Linked DNA regions of Hordeum vulgare: region 2 is linked to region 1. A link is a contact called in public Hi-C data. All regions are on one chromosome and are shown on one strand. Each heading gives the region's core, a stretch centred on a gene start, on an enhancer-like site or on the middle of the called end of the contact. The rest is flanking DNA. Distances are from core to core; before and after follow the strand shown. Region 1 holds the start of LOC123425320 (oligouridylate-binding protein 1-like). Region 2 holds the start of LOC123425322.

The links. A called contact is a pair of places that touch in the nucleus more often than the background predicts.
Region 2: a Hi-C map of leaf shows a contact between it and region 1, with 4 times the contacts expected there. The contact joins the promoter of LOC123425322 here to the promoter of LOC123425320 in region 1. A contact is called at or near these places in 2 of 6 Hi-C or Micro-C datasets (leaf and seedling).

What each region holds. Positions count from the first base shown.
Region 1 is chr2H:100,294,182-100,297,524 of MorexV3_pseudomolecules_assembly, reverse strand. It overlaps LOC123425320 (oligouridylate-binding protein 1-like), which reads left to right and starts at 1,515. Exons shown (of 12, transcript XM_045109003.1): 1 at 1,515-1,769; 2 at 2,944-3,005; 3 at 3,328-3,343. The coding sequence starts at 1,644.
Region 2 is chr2H:100,992,462-100,995,804 of MorexV3_pseudomolecules_assembly, reverse strand. It overlaps LOC123425322, which reads right to left and starts at 1,736. Exons shown (of 5, transcript XM_045109005.1): 1 at 1,318-1,736; 2 at 1,130-1,180. The coding sequence starts at 1,698.

The DNA of each region.
Region 1 (3,343 bases), core at 266-2,765:
TGTGTTAAAAAACAATTCTGCAAATGTTTTTGTAACACGGGCTATGTTGTAAATGTTTTTGCAACACGGGCTATGTTGCAAATGTTTCCGCAACACGAGCTTTGTTGCAAAGTTCTGCAACACTACCTTTATTGCAATGGTGTGGGCGGGATTGGACCGTAGGATGACGCTGAATGTATACGGAGGCGGCGAAACTTTTAGAAAGATTTGTTGGCCAACGCGGTCCTTTTTTATAAGGGAAAAGTTTACGTTCAGCCGACGGATCGCACGCGAGCGATCCGCCGGCTCCTCTGTACGACGCGTGTTTTTTTCATGTAACTTTACATGTGTCGCAAAATTTTCCTCCGCAACAATACACACGTTGCAAAACAAAAACGAAGAAAACGCCGAAACATGCGCAAAGAAAAAAACTGCAACAAAGCGATTGTTTCAAAAACTCGAGCGTTGTTTCAGGAATTACTGGGTGCCGAGCCGAAGCGCGCGCGAAGAAAAAACTGTAACAAAACGATTATTTCAGAAACTCGAGTGTTGTTTCAGGAATTACCGGGTGCCCAACCGAAGCGCGCGCGAAGAAAAAAAAACTGCAACAAAGCGATTGTTTCAGAAACTCGAGCATTGTTTCAGGAATTACCGGATACCCAGCCGAAGCGCGCGCGAAGAAAAAAAACCTGCAACAAATCGATTATTTCAGAAACTCGAGCATTGTTTCAGGAATTAGGCCAAAGCCCCACGTGTGAATCGGATTGGAAATAATCCGTCGGTGGACGCGTAGCGTTGCCCAAGGGCAACGCTACGCGTCCACCGACGGATTATTTCCAATGATCCGTCACCTTTACAGCCGTTTGATTATCTCCATCCAGCCGATCTGCACGCGGGGCTTCATCCGAGCATCCAGTAATTCCTGAAACGACGCTCGAGTTTCTGAAACAATCGCTTTGTTGCAGGTTGTTTTTCTTCGCGCGCGCTTCGGCTGATCACCCGTAATTTCTGAGACAACGCTCGAGTTTCTGAAACAATCACTTTGTTGCAGTTTTTTTTCTATGCACGAATTTCGACTGGGCACTTAGTAATTTCTGAAACAACGCTTGAGTTTCTGAAACAATCGCTTCGTTGCAAAAAATAATTCCTTTCTCTTTCTGCAACAGTGGCCGTGTTGCAGAAACAACAAGAGAAATAACAAACTATGCAAAAGAACGTGCCTGATCAAGCATGGATCAAGCGATTCAACGGCTGTGTGGGTGGCGGAGCTCTCCGCGCGATCAGCCGGTAGAGCGTTAGCTTTTTCCTTTTTATAAAGCCACGTCTATCATAGTGTAAAAAAGTCTTACATTTTAGGACCGACGGGTATATAAAAGGACCGCGTTGTTAACACTGTTTTTTTTAGGCAGGATTAACACTGGATAATACAGGGGTCGCCGGTGGGTCGCCGGGAGGAGACCCAAAACCGAAAACTAGCGAGCGAGATTCCAGGCCCACGTATTCAGGGACAGACCCGACCCAAGACACGAGGCAAAACAAACAGGCTCTACCCTTTCCCTTCATTCATCCCTCTTTCTCTTTCTCTTCCACCCCGACCTTCTCGACCCTTCCATCCCCTCCCCCACCCCACCAATCTACCGTCGACTGGGCAGCGGGGCCGCGCGATGCTGCCGCAGCAGAACCAGGCCCAGGCGGCGGCGATGATGCAGCAGGCGGCGGCGCTGCAGTCCATGTACGCGATGCCGCCGCCGCCCCACCACCACCTCCTCGGCGCCGCGCCGCCGCAACAGGTCCGTACGTTACCGCTCACCTACCCACCCGCTCCCCCACCGCGCCCGCCCGCACGGCGGCGTCCCGCGGAAGTTTGGTCCGCCGGAGGGCTGATTTTGGATGAGCCTAGTGTTCGAACATCGGGGACGGCTGTAGCCTGCGGGCGTTTGGGTTTGTCCCCTGTTACCCGCTTTGTCTTGGTGGTTTGGGAGGTGCTTCTAGTCTGAAGCAGTTTTTGGTAAATGGAGCGATTGTTTATTGAGCCAGGGGATTCGTGGAATTCCGCTGTTCAGCGTGTCTCCAGTGTCAGAGTGGACTGGATTCTGTCGGCGCTGCCTAAGTAGAAACCTAGGACAGTAGTGTTCTAACTGGCCGCGAATGATCAAGTTCACTCTGTTCGTTTCGGGTATAAGGAGCATAGCGAGTGATCTTAAGGTGCTTAGCGTTTGATTTCGATGTCCAGTTAAGCGAGGGAACAGTCTCCAGGTTATATGGACGTTTTTATATATTATTATGTTGGAGTGAATGAGTAGCGAGTAATTGGTAAGAGTCCGGTTCTAGGATTTCTCATTTGTTTCACTTTGCAAAACCAATAGGATGATTTCAGCCTGTTTGGTTAAGTTTCTTAACGGGATTGAGGACTTATTGGTCTGGAGTGATAGTACTAGGACTTTGATTTTTAGTTAGTGGTTTGCTTGTGATGCTGATTAGGTGGAAGACTGCTAATGTTTCAAATTATGGTATTCTGGACCTTTTGGTTGATTGATTAAATTTTACTCATCCAATTCTAGCTGGGAGCTGCATTAACCTTGCCGCTCTGTTGTATCATTTTTTACCCAAATGATTTGACATTGTGGGTTATTTTTTAAGTATCTTTCACCCAAATAATGAGTTTTGTGCTTGCCTTGTCATGCACCTGATGTAAAATGCTTACATTGTTATTACATGACATTTTCCAGTATTTTGCATTTACGCATACCTTTTTTCCTGACCGATTAGGTTTTCATCGCAAACTCAAAGCATGTAGATTCTTTTATTCTTGATGTTACACTTAACATATTGGAACTTCCTTGTGATATCTTATAGTGTGCTGTGCTGTATAGCTTGCACACATTTGACTTCTTCTTATGTTCTTGCTTATCAATAGATTTTTCTTTTCTTTCCTTCATTATTTTTATATTTTTATTTTTGCAGATAGAGCCAATTCTTACTGGAAATCTGCCACCTGGTTTTGATACAAGTACATGCCGCAGTGTGTGAGTCCCATTAGTGATTTTTTTCTTTATTTTTTTCTTTGCATGCTTTGGATTGCATATCACATTTTGAACTTTTACTTCCTTTTGCTTGCACACTTGTAGATTTATAATACTCCCTCCGATCCAATGTAAGTGTTGCAGTCTTGAACTAATGTTTAATTAAGTTAAGTTCAAAACTGCGACACTTACATTGGATCGGAGGGAGTACCTAGTTTCACTTTGATGCTCTTGCATGGATATCGTCTATTTTTGTCTGGCAAATACTTAATTACAAGCAATTTTCACAATGTTTTCTGATTTGCCAAGTTTCTATAAATTTTAGATATGTCGGCAATATT
Region 2 (3,343 bases), core at 487-2,986, 700 kb before region 1:
CCCACCACGAAATGCCTCGCTCGGTCCAACCTCAAGAAGACGAGGCAAAACAGGGAGCAACCAGACCGCGTCATGACCGAAGCTAGAGACCTTTGCAACAACCATGACTCCCAGACAGTTTAGACCAGCATACCCTTCACCTATGCGCCTAGAAGGAGTTAGCGAATTGACGACGGGGCCTGGCCGGACCCGAAGAAAGCATCATCGAGGAAGCCCACGCCCTGAGCAGCACCACCATGGGGATTCCATGAGCAACCTGGACAGCGCCTCAAAGGAGGGGGGCGACACCATGGCACCGGCGTTGCCGCCACCTAGTCCAAAGAGCCGGATCTAGGGTTTCCCCTGGTGCACGAGGAAGGGAGTTGTGGCCGGGGCCATGACAGCACCTCCAAGGAGGGGACGACACCCGCAGCCGTCACCGGCGTCAGACTCCGCTACGTGTGGCAAGAGTTTTCGCCCAAGCCCATGACCACAACTCAAAGTCTACCGAAGCTAGAGCGAACCGGAGTATCGCATCCCACACATCTCGCTGCCCTGGGAAATATCAGGTGCCCCCATCCTTGGGTTTCTCCCCATGCTCCAATTTCAAAAAATCAATTTTTAATGTATCAAAAATTCTGGGGAAAATGTGAATGTTCACAAGGAATGTGACTACAACCCCTAAAAGATTCAGGTCCAACCCCGAAATGCACATTGAGAAACAAAAATGTGAAATCTAGCATGAATAGTGTAAAAAAAGAAAAAAAAAGTAACATTGACACTCATCTGAATTTGTCTTTTTTGTTTCTCGGTGTGGATTTCGAGTTTGGACCTGAAATTTTTAGGGGTTGTAGTCACATTCCTTGTAAACATTCACATTTGTTTGAATTTTTGAAACATTTAAGATTGGCCTTTTGAAATTGGAGCATGGGGAGCACCTGATATTTCCCCTGCCTAATTATGTATAATCAGGTGGGGTGTTACTTTCTCTCAAATCCTCCCTACGGGTTTGGGATTATAAATCAACTTCCATGCCTAATTTTGTATACTAAAGTCCCACCTGTAAACTCCATTCCCTTTCTCGAGACAACCAAGCGAGACCTCCATAGTAACATCAACTCGGAATTGCATTGTGAGAAACCAGACTTACGAGCATCGTAGGAATCGCCACCGCTACCATGCTGGTGAAGGCAATGGATGTCTGGAGAAGGCAACAAAAGATGGGGGAAATAAGAAGAGACACTCCGTGACCTCAAGATTGCAGCAATACGGAAGGATTAATCTTTTTAAAACTCAAATGGAAGCTGAATCTTGATGGCAAAAGACTCGGTGCCTCACCGTGACGGCGACGAAGGTCAGGAGGAAGAACACCGGGTCCCCGAGACCAGCGCGGACCGCAAGGTGATGGGGCGGAGGGCCCGCGGGGTCCCCGGCGCCAACGCTCTCCACGTATCCCTCCGCCCCTTCTCGCGCCTCACGCGCGTCATGCTCCGCCGCTCCATTCTCCTCCTCCTCCCCCAGTAACGCCGCCGCCGTCTCACTTTTGGCTTGGGAAGCGCTGGAGAGGCGTTTCTCGGTGAGAGGACGTGGTGGGTGTGGAACACGCGGGGAGGCGAGGGGAGGGGGCGCGCGGCAGCGAGTTGGTGGCACCAAGACGGGGCGGAGGAGGCGGGGAGGCGGCAGGCGGAGGAGGCCGTGGAACTGGTGCGCTGCCGCCATACGGGGATGCCTTTGCTGCCCGCAAACCCGTCCAGCGAGTAGGAGCGGGGCGCGCTAAAAAAAATAGTTACAGCGTTGAAATGTTTTTTTTTTCGAGCGGCAACGCTTCCGTTTCAGCATGGGCTGTAAAATAGAACGTGGTGTTGCCATTTCAGCAGGTGCTACAAATTCAAAACGTCCGCGTCAAGTACAAACATAATTTTTATTTTTTAAAAATAAAAACACAATAATAAAATTAACAATAGAAAGTTCATATCTTTTATTACCATAGTTCAAGTCCGAACGAAAATAATAAATTACATAGATAAAATAGATACATAAAAATTAGATAAACTAGATAGATAAAATCTAGATAAACTAGATATAGATAAAGTAAAACTAGATAAACTACTACTCTTCATCGCTTTCCTTGCTGGTGTAGTTCGACATGAGGAAGACGTCATCTCAGTAATTATCGTTGTCGCTCCATGTCGACGTCTCCTTCATGTCGCACTGCGCTAGCGCTGCAGCCTTCCGCTCACGTCTTTCTGCCCGCTCCGCGGCTCACATCGCCCTCTACCGTGCCCAGAACTCACACTCGTCGATGACGTCCTGTGGGAAGCGCTGGCGTTGCGCCTCCATGGTCTGCTCGTCCTTCTCGGCGATGAGGAGGCGGCAATCCTACATTGCCTGGATGCGACGATCCCACCTCGCCTGGATGCGGCGGTCCTCCCCAGTGATTACCCCGGGGGAGGCGCGCAGGTCTGCGCCTCCTCGTGCTTTCGGACGGTCGGAAAGTTCATCTGCGCCCGCGCCCTCGAGAGCCGCCGCGCGAGTGGCCACCTCGACGGTGTCAAAAGTGCCGAGCCCGAGGCGAATGTCTCCGGAGTGTATCCCCGCATAGAAAACGCCGGAGGGGCGGGCGCGGACGCCGCGGAAGTCGGGGCTGCTCCGGGGACGGTGCAGCGAAGGCGAGAAAAAAGTCGACGGAGGTGGCTGTTTGTAGGCGCCCGCGCACGATTTATAAAACGGTGCGTTGTACGCCGCGCGTGAAAACTACCGCGGAGTGCCGCTTTTTCGCACGCGCGCCATTTTATTTAGCGCACGCGTTTTGCCAGCAAGCGCACCAAACACCCCCCCCCCCCCCGCGCGCAAAGTGCATCTTCTTCTGCGCGCGTCATATTTACCGCGTGGGTTGGAGATGCTATAAGAGCATCTATAGCCGACATAGCAAATACGACGCACTAAAAATCTGTGGATGCACCCAATCAGTCATCTAGGACAAGTTTGGTTGCGGCTCCTATTTGATGCTCGCGTGCGTTCAGGAGACGAGGCTTCGTTGAAGTTCTGTAGCTGCTTCGCGTGACCGTCTGGCCCACTTCGCGAGTTAAAGCAGTGCCACGCAAGCCGGTTTTGAGAACCTTCTAGAAGGTTCCTTAACACACCCATCCAGAACTACAACCAGATGCAGCACATCTTCTCCTTCGGCCTGGCAACTAGCAAGCATGCCATGGTCTCCAGTGAGACTCTCGGTTCTCCTTCATCGTGACAACAACCGAACATCCCAGGCACCCCAGACACAGAGATAGTGCTTGATGGCCCTCAGAAGGCATTTGAGCATATCCATGTGCTCGATAGGAAGAGGAAGATGGGCGGCCTGATGGAC